2 separate regions of the Pan troglodytes genome follow, and region 2 is linked to region 1. Evidence: chromatin contacts called from public HiChIP or PLAC-seq data. All regions are on one chromosome and are shown on one strand. Each heading gives the region's core, a stretch centred on a gene start, on an enhancer-like site or on the middle of the called end of the contact. The rest is flanking DNA. Distances are from core to core; before and after follow the strand shown.

Evidence for each region. HiChIP or PLAC-seq counts read pairs in DNA pulled down with a chosen protein or histone mark.
Region 2: a contact with region 1 is called in an H3K4me3 HiChIP or PLAC-seq map of stem cell-derived excitatory neurons, with 2.6 times the contacts expected there. The contact joins the promoter of ZDHHC17 here to the promoter of NAP1L1 in region 1. A contact is called at or near these places in 1 of 7 Hi-C or Micro-C datasets (stem cell-derived neural progenitor cells) and 1 of 1 datasets of contacts at active chromatin or transcription factors (stem cell-derived excitatory neurons).

What each region holds. Positions count from the first base shown.
Region 1 is chr10:82,845,775-82,851,947 of NHGRI_mPanTro3-v2.0_pri, forward strand. It overlaps NAP1L1 (nucleosome assembly protein 1 like 1), which reads right to left and starts at 3,390. Exons shown (of 13, transcript XR_010148088.1): 1 at 3,251-3,390.
Region 2 is chr10:83,334,712-83,340,884 of NHGRI_mPanTro3-v2.0_pri, forward strand. ZDHHC17 (zinc finger DHHC-type palmitoyltransferase 17) reads left to right here and starts at 2,998. Exons shown (of 19, transcript XM_063785938.1): 1 at 2,998-3,387; 2 at 5,403-5,466. OSBPL8 (oxysterol binding protein like 8) reads right to left here and starts at 3,146. Exons shown (of 24, transcript XM_509228.9): 1 at 2,551-3,146.

The sequences.
Region 1 (6,173 bases), core at 2,140-4,639:
TAAAACAATGCCTGAATAATCAATCAGTGTTGCCTATTACATTATTTATCCCTGTTATGCTCTTCTGTACCCTCTTTAGAAAATAATTCCAAGACTGAAATTATAACTCTAGACAGGTGTGGCTCACACCCATACACTCAGCACTTTGGGAGGCCAAGGCAAGATCGCTTGAGGTGAGGCATTTAAGACCAGCCAGGGCAACACAGCAAGAGCCTGTCTCCACAAGGAAAAAATATATATAACCCTGTTTCCCAATAAAAATTAAAATGTACAAAACTTCTGAATAAGTAAAAATATATACAAATATGCAGGAAGTAAAAGGCAGAGTTGGTAACCAAAGGTATAGAAGCCAATTTCTATGGCAAGCCCAGTAATGTACTCTAATGTTCTGCAGTCATTGTGCTAAACGACTTACATATGGATAGGTGTAAAGTAACAACTCTCTCCTTCTAACCCCTATTCTGCCCAAAAACTTATTTAGATGAAACTAGTTTGAAATGGAACTTAAAATCATCAATTATAACATGTTCCTTTGTGTAAACGCTGTATTACTCTTTGACCCCTTTACCCTTTCCTTCCTTTATAGCTCTCATCACAATTTAACATTCTACATCTAAGCAACCAATTTGCCTCTTTTGCTCATGACATAAGATACATGTCCATACAGGTGCTAGATAGTTACCCAAAGAATAAACTGAGAACACTAGTAATTACAGGTTTGATTAAACTTGAAGATCTGAATACACTGATCATTAATATTTTGATATTGATGAGTCATTCTCTCTAATCCTTTGTTTCAAATTTACAACCAAGAAGTGAATAAAATATTGTATTTTGAAATCTTCAGACCTTTGAAGTCCAACAGATACTGCTTCTTTAGCCCCTTCTACAAAAAGACCCTTAGTTTTGAACATATTTTGAGAATTTAGAATCAACTCAGTTTTACCAGGAGCCAACAGGAGCAAGCTGAATAAAATGAGATGGCATTTTGGATTACATTAGTTATGGTACAGGTATTCGTTTCAAAAATCTCATTAAAGGCCAAGTGCAGTATTTACCATATTCAGTATTAGCTTTATAATTCTGCAAATCAATGGGCCTAATATAAAAATAGGCACTTTGTAGCAGATAAAATTTAGAAGGATATTCAAATTGGTATAGTGAAAACTTGTAAATTTCTATTTACTAACATAATGTTGACTTGGAGGGAGAACCTATGAAAGTCAGGTTTTATGACAGAAGATGTCCAAGTCCACCTACCAGGGTTTAGTTCCATACATTCTCCAAAGGACAGTATTCTTAGAACTAAACTATAGATTTAGGCCATTTATTTAAACTTGGGCAACTTCAAACAAGCTTGAAACACAAGAGTGCCTTGAAAATAACTGTAAAAGTCATTTATTTCCCTTCGATTTTTAAATGGTACCCTATACATAAAAGGTTTTTCCCTTATTCAATCAAAGGTAATGTATATTACTTCCAAAGTAAGTATAGGAGTATTAATTTAAGCTGACCAAAAAAAGAGGACCCAGATACTCGTTTCCAAAGATGTTTTGAATCCACCTATTTTCAAAAGGCCAAATTTCATTTTACAGCTCTTGTGAAACCAGGCAAGCAGTGTAAATTTTAAAATGCAGCAGTGGGATATCTTCAAATGTAGCAGTGAGATTTTTAAAATGTAGTTGTTTCAAAACTGATCAGTGACCGTCTAAAATACGGGCTCCTTGAGGACATCCTGCGCCTGGTTCATCCTTTTTGCACTCTCAAAGTCTAGCCTTCCCAGATAGGACCTCAGTCCCAGCCCCCCTACACTGCCATCCCCCAGATCTTTAGGGCAGTGGGGTTCATTGACAAGGTTGCAGGCTACAAACTTGGCTAAGTTTATACTAACACCTCATTCCATCCCACCTCCAATCTTAAAAAGGAAACCGTTAAGTATCTTATTCTAGTGACTTCAATAAAGGAACTAATTTATAAGACAGCCAAGAACAATTGAAGTCATAAAGGGCCAAACATTTTATTTTCATCTAAGAACCGTTTGCAGGGGTGGTCCGATCTTTTGGCTTCCCTAGGCCACACTAGAACTGTCTTGGGCCACACGTAAAATACATTAACTAGCTGATGAGCTTTTTTTTTTTTCCTTCCAAAAAAAAAAAAAAAAAAAAAAAAAAAAAAAAAAACCTCATGAATTTGTGTTGGGCCACATTTAAAGCCGTCCTGGGCCGCGGGTTGGACAAGCTTGGTTTAGGGGTTTAGATCGATTAGATCAATACTCCCCAAATAAAAAACCCTGATCAAGACACCCATCTAACAGTACCTGGGAAACACAATAACAACCTTTTGCTAATAACAGTTAATATAAGCGCTATATACGCGTTAACTTTTTAAAATACTAGCAGTGGAGGCCCTTCCTTATCATCAGCTAACATCCACAATCTCTGGTACCAATAAAAACATTAAGACCAAAGAGAAGCAGGGAAGAGTTTGAAACCCAGGGACAGGGCTTACTCGCTTACCCTTCCTTTTCACATTCCACCGTCTCTACAACTTTCAAAGTAAGCACAGCCCGAGGGCAAGGGTCTCCAACCAGGCCCAGCCAGTGGCCATGAGGCCCATTACCACGTGTGGGGCGAAGCCGCCGGGGGTTTCCCCTCCCCGCGCGGCCGCCCCCAATGGGCGGAGAGCCCGGGAGCGTCGCAGCCTCCCCCGCCCCCTCCCCGCCTCGGGGCCTCGTCCCTCCACAGCCCCTCCCTCCCGTCGGAATTCGCAGCCTCCGCCGTTCTTTTCATCTCCCAGCGGCCTCCCTCCTGGTATTATTTTTGAGGGAAAAGCAGGGGGGTGTCCAAGAGGCGGCCGGCTCTGCACTCGGCCCGGCCCGTACGCCGGGGGCCTCCCGGTCCTCGCGGCGCAGCCGAGTCTCAGGGCACCCGGGCGTCACCGCGGCCTCGCTCCGGTCCACGCGGAAAAGACGGTGGAGCTCAGAGAACCTTAGGCCTCCAGGCCGCGCCAACCCCTACGTCGCCTCAGCCGTCCCCGATAAAAGCGCTGGTCGGCCCCGGGGCCCCTCTCAGGCTCCGGGGTCCGGACTCCGCGGTCCTGTCCGACCTCACAGGACGACCCCGGAGGCCACGGGCGGCCAGCGGCCCCGACTCCCGGCTCCCAGTCCCTCCATCCCTCCGGCCCTCCCATCTGCGCAGGCCGCCCAGCCAACACCACGTTCCCCCTTCCCTTCCAGGCCCCCATCCGTTACCGGCGACTAGTATGGGGAGCCAGGCGGCCGGAGCTGCGCAGGCAGTGACTCAGGGCGGCAGCGGCAGCGGGAGGAGCAGGAGGCGGCGCCGCGAGCAGATGGCGCTAAAAAAGACCCAAGAGCCCGCCGCTCGCGCTCATATACAATTAGCGTCAGCACGTAGGGCCCTTTCGCCGCCCTCCTCCCGGCCTTGTAGTCTCCCAGCAACGCGAGCGAGAGGCGGGTCCAGGCCGGGTTGCCTAGCAACTGAACCGTCCTCCTTCCCCGGCGACCTCCATACCCCCACCGAGGACTCCTGCAGCCCCGAGGCCCAGACGCCGCGCTTGGGCTCCTCTGGTTCCCGCCGGTGTCTAACCTCCTCTGTTAAGCACCCCACCATATCTTTTCTCCCTGCTGAGCCGGAAAGGAAATTTCAACCCCATCAGTTGTGGGGAAGGCCTGGCCCGCGTCCCCGGCGCCCGGCCCGCCCCGCCCCCTTCGGCGTTGTGCTGGGAACGCTCAGGGCTGGCGCCAGTCGCCTGGTCCCTCGCTCGCCGCAGCCTAGACGGCGGACGCTCCCTGTCAAGGCCTAATTCCTGCAACTCGCCGGCCCCCGGTAACCATTTTCCCTCCCCGCCTAAGAAAAACAGTTTTTTCCTCTAGACCACTTCGGCGGCCTCTTCTGACAGTTTTGCTTCTCCTATGCCAGCGGGTCTCCGCGCCTTTAGGGGGTGCTCGTCATCCTTTGCCCCCCAACCCCCCGCCACATCCTCGTAACTGATGTACAGTCCGTCAGTTCGGCTTCAGTTCTTTTGACGGATGAAAATGGCATATTTGTGCATTCTCTGGATGCGTTATAATGAGGACACTCAGTACGTCCGTTGTTTCATCTTTCTGAAAAAGTAAATCACATTAAATCCTCAGGCTTGTAAAACCTCATAGCTAATTTTCAAGTGATGATGAATTGACTAATACTAACTAAAAAAGTTGTTCTCAGAGTATGGTCTGAGGGTCCCCAGACCCTTTCATGGGGAAGGTCAAAACTATTTCCATATTAATGTCAAGACTGCCTTTTGCATTCTCATTCTCTCACAAGTGTACAGTGGGGTTTTCCGGAGGCTACGTGACATGTGATAAGGAAACAGACTGAAAATAGAAGCAGATAGGAGAATCCAGTCATCTGCGGTTAAACCAGACGTTAAAGAGATTTGCAAAAACTCGATTTGGGGGCAAGGGGGAGTAGTTATTTTTCATATAAAAATTATTTTTTGTTAATATTTGATTGCTTTATTGTTTTTAAATGAAATACTCTTAAAATTTCTCGCTTTTAATTTCTGATATAAATATCAGTATCAGTAATGCACATAAAAGTTCTTTGGGGTCCTCAACTTTTAAAGGAGTGTAAAGGAATCCTAAGACCACAAAGTTTGAGAACCTCTTCTCTAAATCTTGCATTTATTGAAACTTCAAACTGCCTAGAATCCCCTATTGTAATCCACACATTTAGCAACTATATCTTCCATTTTAGGGGATACAATGTTTTCCTTGGCCCTCCAGAACCTCATTGAAATTATTTGCCTTTCCCACTCTATACTGCAGATGACTCTGTTTATTCATTCATTTTAGTTTTTCATATACAATTCCTTTGTTGTTCTCATAGCCTATTCCTGTACACCCTTCTCAACACTGATGTAATGCTACAAGGTGCATAATAGCATCAATAATGGATCTTCAGGAAGAACCCACTATACATAAACAAGGTAGACCAGTGCTCAGTTTGAACATAAATTTGACACATTAATTTCAATAAGAACTTCAGGAATGTTGCATTTTAATCAAAGCTGTGCACGATGCAAGGTAATTAGCATATTAAAATGAACTAAATAACTTTCACTTTCTTTCCATAAATCTTTATGGTAGCAGAATTTCTGAGACAAAATTGAGAAGTTAGCTTTTGTGATGGTTTTTATCCCACACCAGAGAGCCTCATCAATTTTTGGCACTTCGCTCATGAAGGCTCTGGATTTTTTAGGTTTCACCACCCCCCCACCAACCCCTATAACTTAGGTGTTATCATTACCAGTACATATGCTCTTTCCCCCTTTTCTCCAGCTTCCTCTTCTTTTTTCAGTGTATCCTAGCCAATCTAAGAAACTAAACAATAAAATATTTCTAATAATGCATGCCTTTGTAATATAGTCTTTTGAACCAGTTTGTAAATCTAAGTCTTTGCCATTAAAGTTCAGGGAAGGGCAGACATTTATGCATTCATTCAACAAATATTTATGTCAGGCACAACTTCGGACTCTGGAAATACAGCATTTAGTAAGAAAGACACGGTTCTTGATTTTATTGAAGTTATGGTCTAGTGAGGTGAGGCAAATGATTAGAGATAAAATAATTTTACTAATAAAATATTAGTAATAAAACAATTTCACTTGTCAATAATAAATAATTGATAAGTGAATGCTATAAAGAAAATAAAATGAGAAAAGGGGTAGGAGGTGACTGACCTGAAGATACCTTTGAGCTTTTTTTTTTTTTTTCCGACGGAGTCTCACTCTGTTGCCCAGGCTGGAGTGCAGTGGCGCGATCTCGGCTCACTGCAACTTCTGCCTCCCGGTTCAAGCAATTGTCCTGCCTCAGCCTCCCGATTAGCTGTGACTGCAGGCAGGCGCAACCACGCCCAGCTAGTTTTTTTGTGTTTTTAGTAGAGATGGGGTTTCACCATGCTGGTCAGTCTGGTCTCGAGCTCCTGACCTCAAATGATCCGCCTGCCTCAGCCTCCCAAAGTGCCGGGGTTACAGGTGTGAGCCTCTGCATCCGGCCACCTTTGAGCTTTTTACATTGGCCCCTCTTATACCCCCAAATCACACAATGTAGTTAACTCATCTAACTTAATTGCAATAAATGGTGACCCTGGTCACTGATCTTGGGCCATGCC
Region 2 (6,173 bases), core at 1,748-4,247, 490 kb after region 1:
AGAGACGGGGTTTCACCATGTTGGCCAGGCGGGTCTTGAACTTCTGACCTCATGATCTGCCCACCTCAGCCTCCCAAAGTGCTAGCATTACAGGCGTGAGCCACCGGGCCTGGCCTCTCAAAGGCTTTTTTATTCAAGTTGTGTTTCTGTCTTATTTGCAGGTCATTATTTGTAAGATTAAGGCAGGACCTATGTCCTCTTTGAATTGCCTGATGCTCCAAGAACATTGCTATAAATGTTTTTAACTTTCAATATAATACAAACATTACAACATGACATTTCAGGCATTGTTATTAGGATAATATTAGGATAAAAGTTTTCCAAATTAATATTAGAAAACTAGATCTATGTACTGTATCAATTCTTGTCTTTAATGCCTTAATTCAAGTAATCTACTTTTGAAGGATTATTTACAAACCAAAGCCAAGTTGAAATGTACTAACACTGGTTAAAATTCTGCAATTCATACTTTTAAACGAAAGATCCGCCAGACACAGTGGCTCATGACTGTAATCCCAGCACTTTGGGAGGCTGAGGCGGGCGGTTCTTGAGGCCAGGAGTTGGAGACCAGCCTGGCCAACATGGTGAAACCCCATCTCTAATAAAAATACAAAAATTAGCCTGGCATGGTGGCACGCACCTGTAATCCCAGCTACTCAGGAGGCTGAAGCATAAGAATCTCTTGAACCCAGGTGGCAGAGGCTGCATGAGCCAAGTTGCACCACTGCACTCCAGCCTGGGATACAGAGTGAGACAGTCTTAAAAAAAAAAAAAAATCCTTTTGTAATGCATATTTTACAAATTCATAATTTCATCATTTTTCTTAAAGCAAACTAAAACATAAATTCATTATACACAATTGTAAATTTATCCCCAAAGTGTTTTCTAAGGCTTTCAATTTTTAAATGAACCAAGGAACTGAATATTGACAAATGTATAAGTACCCTGAATGTGTTATAAAAAACATATTTGACTGTCTTTAAAATGCAATAACCTTCTAAGGAAAATATAGTAGCATCTTTCCACAGATCAGAGATTCAATAACTATTATGATTCAATCAAAGAGAAATAAACCATGGCCATTTTTAATTAAACAGGCATTTCTAAGCACCTGTGTACACGGTATTGCTGTTCAAAAGGTTGACATGGAATGTGACCGCAATAACTTGATGTCCATAATTAAAGACCCAAAAGGTAGCTTAAGTTTCATCTATTCCCTTTCTCAGCCCTTTGAGCAGGTATATTATAGTCATTCCATACACGGTTAATATAAAAAAAAATAAAAGTAACAAACATTTGAAATTAGTTGTACTTTTATAGAGAACAGTTTTAAATTGCATGGCCTTACTTTTCCTTTTCCAACCTATTTTATAAAACTAGCATGATCTTAATAATTTCACTGCAAAACAGGTTCTAGTAAGCATAGAAACTGATCATAGCCTCTCAGCAAAATCAAGTTTAGATGAAACTCTAGGAAATTAGCAAAATTTAACAATCAATTCACCCACGATTCTCCATAATTCTTGCTCTCTCTAGATACGAAGGGAGGCAAAAACTGTTTTAAAGGATTATTTCAAAAGCAGCACTAATTTTGGGAAAAACTTAACTGCCATGCAGGAGACACTGTATTACTACTCAGACGTCATTTAAGTCTTCTAGCAGCAGAAAGGCAAAAACATCATTAAATTTTTTATTTAATGCATATATACTTACATTATCAGTTAAAGTTTACCCATCTGTTTACGTTGTCCAAGTTATCTATTATTTCAGAAAGCATTTAAATAAAATGAAATTAGGTTACGTTCTGCAACGCAGATGTGTCTCATAAAGAAGAGTGTTAAATGACTTTTGTGAATGGAAAATCTGCATATACTGTTGCTTCGCCTCAGCCAGTCTTGAGTGGGTGGTTCAATGAACCTAAAGCATGCTGCATGGAACCTAAAGCAGGCTCCTTGGAACCTGATTCCACTCTTGAGAGAGGGCTTAGAAACAAACATTAAATTTAAAAGCACAGCAAAGGCTTGGCTTTCCTCCTACGTTACAAGAAGGCCGGGAAAACTGAGGCTTAGAGGAACAACACCGTGTCGCTTGGCTCTGCAAAGGCGGGTGCGGTCTGCGGTGCGCGGCACAGCCTCCTCTGGGGCTGTCACAGGAAAAAAAGGAGCCTCGCCTTAACCGCACCGAGCGACAAAGCGCCAGCTCTCCTGGGCGCGGGGGCTCCCAACGAGGCCCATGCCATCAACCTATCAAACTTCAGGAGGGACAGACACCCGGGGCGGTCGAAATGCTCCAACAGCCTCCCACCCCCGTTCCCCTGCCGCGGCTTTTGTAAGGCTGCAGATGCACCTACTGTGGGCCCCTAAACACTCCACCCTGCCAGCCTTTCGAATCCCCCTACTCCAAAAGGGAACAAAGGAGCCAAAGAACTCCTCGGCGGGGGTGGCCAGCAGTCCCCGACAGCCCGAGCTCAGAACGTGGCAATAAGGGTGCGCAGTCGCCCTGAGGGGTGCGAACCCAGCACCCCAACCTCAGGAATGGAGCAACACTCACCCGTGCGGAGCTCCCAGGGAGGCGGGACGCAAGGAGCCGGTTCCTCCGAGGTCGCCGCGGCGCCGGGGTCCGGGGCCCCGTAAGCGTCTAGTCAGACCCCAACTTCTCTCGGCCGCTGTCGTCGGCGGCAGCTGGGGCGCGAGCCTGGACGAAGGGCGCTGCCCAGTGGCCGCGGAGGCACTGCCGGCTCAGCCCCCGAGCGGGGCGGGAACTTTCGGCCCCGAGGTCCACCAGCCAGGGCGGACCCCCACCTTCCCTCAGTCGGCTTGCTACCGGCAGCGGCTACTGCGGCGTCCAAAGCTAACACTACAGCCGCCGCCTGGCCAGGAGCGCGTCGCGGCCTAATGTTGTCATCCGCCGCGTCGCCGCCTTTCTGGGAACCCAGAACCGCCAAGATCCTTCACATTCTAGCGCCCTCCCCGTGCCCCGCCCGCCCCCCGGATCACGGGCTTCGGCCACGCCCTCTTCCCGTCACGTGACGGTGCGCGGAGGCGGCGGTGGAGTTGCTTCCCCTGCTAGGCGGGCTCGAACCGGGCGGGAGTCACTGTCCACCTTGCTTCGCCAGGGTGTTATCGCCAGCCAGTCCCCTTCCGCATGCCCAAGGGCAGCCTCAGGAAGCGAGCCCACCACCGTCGGCCCAGCGCCTGTTGATCGGCCAGGCCTTCTGGGCCGGTCGTACCGGGCCCTTCCTAACCTGAGGAGATTGCACAGTAGGGCTCCCTGGTCTGGTCAGGGCTCAGTTAGGACCCCTCTCCAGCCTTAGGCTTGGTGAAAGCTTTAGCGAAACAGAAAAAAGAACGCATCGTGGTGTAGAGTGTATGGCCTAAGAAGCATTCGGTAACTAAACTACTTGTTCCTATTTCTAGTGGCACATTAACCGTGGCATTTAATTTACTGCTTTCCTCATTAGAGGTTTTTTTTTTAGGAAACGGTGTATTTCAATCATGTTGGGATGAAAACAGCCTAGCAAACTTATTTTTGTTCCTTGTTATGTTCAGGATCCTGCTGCCAGTTTTACAGTCATTAAGTTTTACAGTGTGTTAGGTTGGTGACAGTTTAAACGGGTACGCAGGAATTTGACAGTTTGTTCCATTTTTTAAAATAAAGCCTAATTCTTGATTTTTTTTCTAATGCCTTAATTTTTTTTTCCTAATTCCTTAACTCTAGGACTTAACCTTTTGCTTTCTTTTTTAGCCATGATCCGAAGAACCCTCTAGCCGCCTAATGAAATAACTATACAGAAGTAAGGGAGGTAGAATAAAGATCATACTCAAACCCTGATCACAATGAAGGCAAATGAGAAAGCTTTCTGTAATAATTAAACTTGGGTCATAACTCATTTTCCCTTGTAGCCCAGAACTAAGGATTTTTTTCTTAAGCTATTCTCATCTCATTACATTTTCTTAACAAGAAATCAGAAGGCATTCTGATAAGCTGGATACATTGAAATGAATAAGCAATAGAGTTTGACCTATATAATCCTTATTATTAATATATTTCATAGCAGCTCTAAAAAAAATCATAGACTTACATTGTTTTATGTTACCCAAGAAAGAAAACAAAGGCTGCCAATGAAACTATGCCATACCGCTGATATGTAAGGCACCTTTAAGCCACATCTTTTTCCTTTTTTTTTTTTTGAGACAGGGTCTCACTCTGTCTCCCAGACTGGAGTGCAGAGGCGCAATCTCGGCCCACTGCAATTTCCGCCTCCCGGTTCAAGCGATTCTCCTCCCTCAGCCTCCCGAGGAGCTGAGATTACAGGCATGCGCCACCATGCCCAGCTAATTTTTGTATTTTTAGTAGAGAGGAGGTTTCACCATTTTGGCAAGGCTGGTGTTGAACTCGTGACCTCAAATGATTCACCCGCCTCGACCTCCCAAAATGCTGGGATTACAGGCATGAGCCACCGCGCCCGGCCTGAGACACATCTTGAATTCAGAGATGTAAACATGTCAGAAACAACGAGTCTTAGAATCTCTGAGATATTGCCATGAACTGGGAAACAACGAGTCTTAGAATCTCTGAGATATTGTCATGAACTTGTGTTCCAAAGAGGAAAAGATTCTACCAGGTTCTGTTCTGAAGCCTGAGAGACTGTAGTACAAATAAATGTGAAGGAAGTTTATTATTCTGTGACATTATTTCAGCAAAGCTAGTAACTTTGGAGTTTGTTAACAGATTAACTTGTCTCCTGTTTTCTAGAGGCATGTTTTTCAACCTGCAACTCAAAAATCAATTTCATTTTTATATGAAATAGGCTAGGATGTAATACAATATAAAATACCACAGTGCATAATGTCTAGTAAGGGCAAAAATTGCTTCCTGAAACTTTTTGTTTCAAATATGGTGGAAGGTGAGAGTATGTCCTATGTTGTGATTTAAACAATTTCTTACTGTGAGTTGCAATCAAATAGATTTGGAAAAGAATGTTCCTAGAGCATAGATAACATGCAAAATACACCATCTGGACCCCGTTTTTCTGGTACTTTTATTTTACTTTGGAAACTGAGACTAAAGATTAGAAAAAGGTGGCAAATTGCCTTGCCTAATTCTCTTCTGCCTCAGCCCCAATTTCATACATTGGCTTTTGAAAATTTGATCATTTGTTGGAAAAAGCAATGTACTGGAAGCAAGGAAGCCTAGGTTACAGACTTAGCTAATGAGATGTATGACTAGATAAATTACTCCGTGCATTTCAAGTTCCAATCAAGTAGGACCACATGCTGTTTGAGAAATGATACTAAACCACCTTTTTTTTCCCGGTGGATGGCAATCACATTGGAAACAAACAGACACGGTATACTCAGGATTATGCAAATTACTGACAGCCTACGTTTAATTTTTTTCAGCTCCACTCAAAAAAAAGAAAGTCCTAATGCAAGTAATCGAAAGTGAAGATATTGCAAAACAAATGTAAGTATATCTTTCACAATCTTCTCTACTTTAATTATCACTAGTATAATAGTTACTTGTCATGAATAACTAATGATTTTGACATACTTAACAACTGATTGCAACACAAAAATATATTAATCCACTACAGTTGAAAAATTGTTTTTTCAGATCCTTTCAAATCTGATATTGTGATTCCAGGAGTGATAATTCAATCTAGCATTTTCAATGTAATGACAACATAAACAGAAACTAATATGTGATCCTGCACTGTAACTGAAAAATATTCAGTAACTCCCAGAGATACCCTGCAAGTTTGCTACTCTTACAATGATTTTAAGAATGACATTTTGAAATAAAGCTTTTTTATTATAACGATCCGATTTTAACTCCAATGAGAATTCATCTCTTTTGCCTACTGCTTTATTAATTATACATTTCTAAGAATGGGAAGTTCTTTCCAAATTAGTTTAAGCACTGACAGGCTTGACAGCTTTCCCACAGTATATTTCAACCCTGACCTAGAATGACAGAGATGTTGCTTGAGGTTGTTTGCTTTTTTCCATTTGGCTTATCCCATTAGACAATTATGTTGCTGACAATTACTAATCAGGATTCTAGACTAAAATCCTTATTTTCTGGAAGAGAATTTAGATTAAGAGCAACCTCAGCCATAAATAAGGTATTCAACACAGCTTTGAAGACTTGTATTCTTGTTGGTCATGTGA